Regions from separate parts of the Mus musculus genome. Here region 1 is linked to region 2. The links are chromatin contacts, called in public HiChIP or PLAC-seq maps. All regions are on one chromosome and are shown on one strand. Each heading gives the region's core, a stretch centred on a gene start, on an enhancer-like site or on the middle of the called end of the contact. The rest is flanking DNA. Distances are from core to core; before and after follow the strand shown.

Region 1 (2,756 bases), core at 181-2,680, 270 kb before region 2:
AAAACTAGGCTGATGTGCAAATCCCTGGAAGCCATGATAAAAAGCCAAGTGTGGCCAAGAGTGTTTGGAACCCCAGTACCATGAGAGGCAGAAGCCAGAGGACCAGAGAGGCTTGCTGGCCATCTGCTCCCCACCCCCTTTTCTGTCTCTGTTTCTCTCTCTGTCTCTCTGATTCTGTTTCTCTTTCTCCATCTCTCTGTCTCTCTGTCTCTGTTTTTCTTTTTCCATCTCTCTGTCTCTCTCTGTTTCTCTATCTCTCTGTGACTCTGTTTCTCTCTGTATGTTTCTCTTTCTCTGTCTCTCTGTCTCTCTGTCTCTCTGTCTCTCTGTGTCTGTCTCTGTCTCTCTGTGTCTGTCTCTCTGTCTCTCTCTGTCTCTGTCTTTCTGTCTCTCTCTCTCTCTCTCTCTCTCTCTCTCTCTCACACACACACACACACACACACACACACACACATACACCACAAAGACATTTCAAAGAAAACTTCATTTTAACCCCAAAGAGTGAATTTCTGCTCCCCAAAGAGCAAATTGCCATGCAGCTTTCCCAGGACAGTGACGATGGCGACAGCCACTAGCTACTGTGCTTTTCATACGCTCGCCTTCTGGGCTCTGTGTCACGTGTCTTATAATTCATCATTAGCTGGCTTCTTCTTGTGATTCGCTTCTTTAGCGTCTTCTCTGAAGTCTCCAGGTTAGCTATTTTCAGAGCCCCGAAGCTGAGCAGTTGAGAGACGGTGTGGAAGCCACTGACTTCTACCTACACACATGATTATTTTACATGCCTCCCTTAGTGTGCAGTCAGCCTCTGTTCCCACAGCAACACACCCTCGGTCGGCTTCATCCAGCACTTTACAGAAGCTATTTTTATTGTATTTATTTATTTATAGGAGGTACACATGACACTGTACATGTGGGGGTCAGAAGACAACTTTGACATTTGATTATCTCTTCCCACCATGTGGGTCCTGGGGATTGAACTCAGGTCAGCAGGATTGGCTGCAGTTGCCTTTACCCCCTGAGCCATCTCTCTGGCCCTCTTCAGACCATTTTCAATGCAGAACCTGTCATCATTCTCCAGACAATGAGGTGCAGCAACTGTCTCCACAGCTGTCATGTTGAAGCAGGGGTCAAAGGTCACATGGGAGTGATTGACATGTGCAGCAGCCTCCTCAGCAAATGCCGCAACACTCCACTGTATGTAAGGGATGGGCATCCCAGATCCTGGTGCCCAGGGAGGTCTGGAGGCAAGCCCTGTGGTTGCTGAGAAGGGACTGAATATGTCATACACTACATCCCATTACACACATTGTATAGAATGTATAATGTAACACAGTGTGCTTGTCATACCACACATTTCCATGTGTGTGACATGCCACGCGGATGTCGCACACGGGAGCCCTGGCAACGGCAGGGAGAGAAAGCAGAATCCGGGTGTGCAGCCCAGCTAGGATCAGGTGTCTTACCATTAATAACTAGGCACAATTATGCAGGAATGTTTCCAAGGCTTTGAACAAACCCTGTTTACCTTCAGCCTTACAGAGCGAGGGGAGGGGCATCCAAGGGAATTTTAATCTTAGACTAGAGACTTATTTTTACCCTAAGATGGCTTGATGAGGGGTGGGTGGGGGCACGATTTAATCAGGAATGTACTTGGCATGCAAGCATGAGAAATGGAGTTCAGGTTTCCAGAACCTACCAAAAAGCCAGGTATGGTGGTACACATTTATAACCCAGTGCTGACGATGGGGAGATGGAAATGCCTGGAGTTCGCTGGTTAGCCTGACTGGTAAGCAAATGACAGACCCCATCTTAAAGGGAGCAAGAAACATCTAGAAAGAGGTCACCTGAGGTAGGTATCCTCAGTCTTATACATGTAGGGGCACATAGGTGTACCTCCTCCAACACACACACACAGACACACACACATACACAGATACACACACATACACAGATACATAGAGAGAGACAGACAGACAGATAGACATAGAGATACACACAGATACACAGAGACAAACAGACAGAGAGACACAGAGAGATACACATTCATACACAGATACATGCATATATACAGATACATGCATACATACATATATACACACAGAGATACACACAGAGAGAGACACAGATACACACATATACACAGATACACACACATACATAGATACACACAGAGATATACCCACACTCAGATACACACACACATACACAGACACAGAGAGATACACACACATATACACAGATACACACAAAGATATACAGATGCAATTACACACAGAAATACACAGATACACACAGACAGACAGACAGTCAGACAGACAGACAGACACCGAGATACACAGACACATACACAGATACACACAGAGAAACATACACACTCAGATATACACACATATACAGATACAGACACATACACAGATGCACACACACATACACAGATACACATAGAGAGAGACAGACACAGAGAGATACACAGATACACACAGAGATACATACACACTCCGACACACACATACACAGATACACACACACAGATACATACACAGTCAGACACACACATACACAGATACACACACATACACAGATACACACAGAAATACATACTCAGATACACACACAAACATACACACACACAGAGATACAGATACACACTTACACACAGAGACAGGCAGACAGACAGACAGACACACACACACACAAAATAGGTTCACTTGGAAGAGACACACAGAGCCAAGTGATGACCATTCCTGCTGTGCACA
Region 2 (3,164 bases), core at 180-2,679:
AGCCACCTGGGTGGAGCCTGTGCCTTCCTGCTGGTGACCTCCTTGGGTCTCAGGAACAATGGCTGAGGGACGGAACAGAAGAGGCCAGCACCCAGACCAGCACATAAATCCTACCTTCCCCTGAGCAGAGGACAACAGACTTCCCGGGTGAGGCATGCTAGACTGCCTTGGTGCCCCAGCTCCCCTTCCCTCTCCCTAACCAATATCCTAGCTTGGAACGAAGAAAATGTTCTGGATACCTTGGATTCAAATAAGCCCCAGTTAACTGGAAATCTACGGTGACACGGCAGGCTCTCACCTTCCAGAGTCCAAAACCTCCCGGCTCCCATCACACCCACAATGAAATACTGCCGCCCCAGCCATCTCTGAACTCTCTGAGCTGTACTACTTTGAGCCTGCACTGTTGGACTTGGCTGACTTCGAGACTCGGGAAGCCGTGTTACAGATCCAGAAAGTCTGCGGCTGAAGCATCAGCTCCAGTGCTTACACCATGGGTATCAGCAGCTTTGATCTGATATCCCAGAATGCCACAGTCCACTCCTTCTCACCATCCAGAACTCAGCATGTGTCTCCATCTACAGCAGACCTCCCTGTAATATACACTGTGCCTATCCCTCCTCATTTCCAGGCTGGTTCATCCCGAGACTCTGTCTGGTTTTGCTGTCAGTGGCCTATCTCCTTCCCTAAAAGGCAGACTGCACCGGATCGAGGCTGTCCCTGTGGCCCCACTGCTTGGTGAGGGCTTGGTGTGCACCTGTTGAATGATCTGAGGTTTATCCTGTACCCAGGCCTCTCTTTGCTGTCCGGGGGTATTTCAGCTTCTTGGGCACTACTGATGTGTATTGCTGGATGAGTTTTGGTTGTTGTCGTTGTTGTTGTTGTAGAAAGGGGTCACACCACACGCACAGTGGAACGTTTAACAGCCTGCCAGTCCTCTATCCAGTAGACTCCAGGAGGAGCTGGACTCAGGGTGACAACCAGAGATGTATCTAGATGCTGCCAAAATTCCCCTGGGGGACGTCTCCCTGAGGCCACCACAGCCCAGATGGCAGCCATGAACGCTGGGGTTCATAACTGTGTTGAGGGTAGAGAACCATCCCTTCCCTCCAAATTCAGTACCCCAAACTCTCTGCCACCTCTCCGCTGCTCAGCCAATACCCACCCTTGAGAAGATCACAGGAGTCCACCTGTCTACAGGGGAAGGAACCAGTGATCAGGGAGGTGGAGCTCCTGCCCAAGGTCACACAGCACAGGGGATCCAACGCAGGCCTCCCCGTTCCTTACACCCATCAGCAGCAGCAGAGAGAGACCTCAGTCTGTCAACACTCTGCCTCCCCCCTCTCCCTGATCACTCTCCCTGTTCAGCCCCGTTCTGCAGGTTGCTGAGGCCCCACCTGAGGTGCTAGACACTGGAGTTTTGCGGGTGTAGTGTCAGCTCCCAGACTGTTTATGGCTGGCTCTGGCTCCTTGCCCAGAACTGGGAGGCTAGGGTCGGGGGTAACTCATGAATTCCTCCATCTCGAGGGGTGGGGGGGGGGGGAATGTGTGACCATTACGCACACCAGGGACCGCTTCCCAGCCGGGTATTGCTGTCAGGAGGAAGAAAAACACCTCCGTGCATCCAGCTGCTGGCGACCAGCAGTGCTTGACAGTGCCTGACAGCGCCGCCGCCAGCCCGCCGATGCCTGCATGAGGTCTGTCCAACAGGCTCAAACAAGAGGGTCTGTACACAGCTTGTCTCCCCACCCTCCAGCCTGATGGCGAGGCAGAATCCTTATTGCAGGGATGGCATGACACTGCGACGTGCCTCGGTTTCCCCGACCCCTCAGATCGGACAGTGAAAACACTGCTTTGAGTATGCCTTACATCTCTGAAGGTCTCATACGAAAGGCGATCGGCAGAGCAGGCCGTCAATAAAGGCTGGAGCTGTGCGCGGGGCTCCCGAAGGCCAGCTCACTGAGGTAGAACTATTATTAGCCTCAATAGAAGCACAGAGAGACTAAGTAAAGTACCCAAGGGCACACAGTAGGAAGAAGAGCTGATAGGGTCTGAACCCAGGTCTGGCTTCAGAGCTTATGCTTCCGCATCGTTACCTAACACTATGCAGTCTTCACAGGACTTCTATGGGGAAAACATTCCACGTCAGAGAGTGAGGAAGAGGATGTCAGACGCCACACAGCTCAGAAAAAGCCCGAGAGCTGGGCCTGAAACACAGTCTCTCCTCTGGAGGGATGAGCGCCATCAAGGCCTCCCCAGAATCCAGACCAATCTTTGAGTGTGAGCACAGCATGGGTTGAAAGGTCCTGGGGGGGGGCGGGGTAGTGCGTCCTAGGGCACTCTAGAAAGGTTTGGAAATTTCTGGTTTGAAACCTGGCTTTGGTCCATACAAAACTCAGCTGGATGAGATTCTGTCCCCCATTCCCCACCCCGAACCCCCGTGAAAAAAGAAAAGGCCTCAGGCAGGCTCACTGGAAGCTATGCTGTGTGATCTTATCTGAGTTGCCTGACCTCTCTGGGCAGTTCTCTCAGCTGGGAGATGTCTTAGAACAGGACCATTAAAGACAAGCATTAAGTTTCTCCCATCTTAGAGCATTCGCTTTAACCCTGTTTCATGAATGGAGACAACACAGAGCTGTGTTCTGGGGTTCTGTCGTGTTCTTCAGTGGCAGCGATGCCTCCCACCCTGATCACCTGAGTAAGGCAAACCCACCAGCCAATCCCAGGGAAGCCGAGACAAGCACAAAACACTTTCGCTGTGTGCTGTTGTCTCTCCTATACCTGATCCCCTGCCCAGAACAGTCATTCAGGCAGACACTGCTGGACCTGGCCCCCTAGTGCAGCCCCTTGCTGTGAACCCAGGACAAAGCAGGTCCTTCCCCAGCTGTCACCTCTAAAGGAGCTGGCCTGCAGGCAGGCAGACACAATCAGAGAGAATCATGGAAACTCCCCACGCTGGAGAGGTGAGGCCACTTTCAAGGGAAGAGCCAGGGCCCAGGGGCTAATTGCTCAATGCATCAAAAACACCCCAAGCCTACAGCAAGAAAAAAGGAAGGAAACCCACCCGGGGCAGATGCAGCCCTCTGCCTGTCTCGGCCTACACGTGCATGGTCAGTCCCTGGGTTCCCCTGCAGCCACGGGGAGCTGGGGTGCTGGCTGCATCTGCC

The links. HiChIP or PLAC-seq counts read pairs in DNA pulled down with a chosen protein or histone mark.
Region 1: a contact with region 2 is called in an H3K4me3 HiChIP or PLAC-seq map of forebrain, with 5 times the contacts expected there. The contact joins two enhancer-like sites. A contact is called at or near these places in 1 of 484 Hi-C or Micro-C datasets (cortical neurons), 12 of 115 datasets of contacts at active chromatin or transcription factors (SST interneurons, VIP interneurons, craniofacial prominence and 7 more) and 1 of 9 other capture datasets (embryonic stem cells).

The regions. Positions count from the first base shown.
Region 1 is chr5:111,702,460-111,705,215 of GRCm38.p6, reverse strand. No RefSeq gene overlaps it. Among named protein-coding and RNA genes, the nearest start is that of Gm36481, 3.9 kb to the left of the region's middle. Within about 2 kb of position 1,430, at least 19 of the 459 cell types and tissues checked have an H3K27ac peak or open chromatin away from gene starts, as enhancers often do. A contact at or near this core is called in cortical neurons and forebrain, where this site is marked.
Region 2 is chr5:111,432,911-111,436,074 of GRCm38.p6, reverse strand. The region is part of intron 2 of Mn1 (meningioma 1); the gene reads right to left. Among named protein-coding and RNA genes, the nearest start is that of Mn1, 17 kb to the right of the region's middle. Within about 2 kb of position 1,429, at least 24 of the 459 cell types and tissues checked have an H3K27ac peak or open chromatin away from gene starts, as enhancers often do. A contact at or near this core is called in cortical neurons and forebrain, where this site is marked.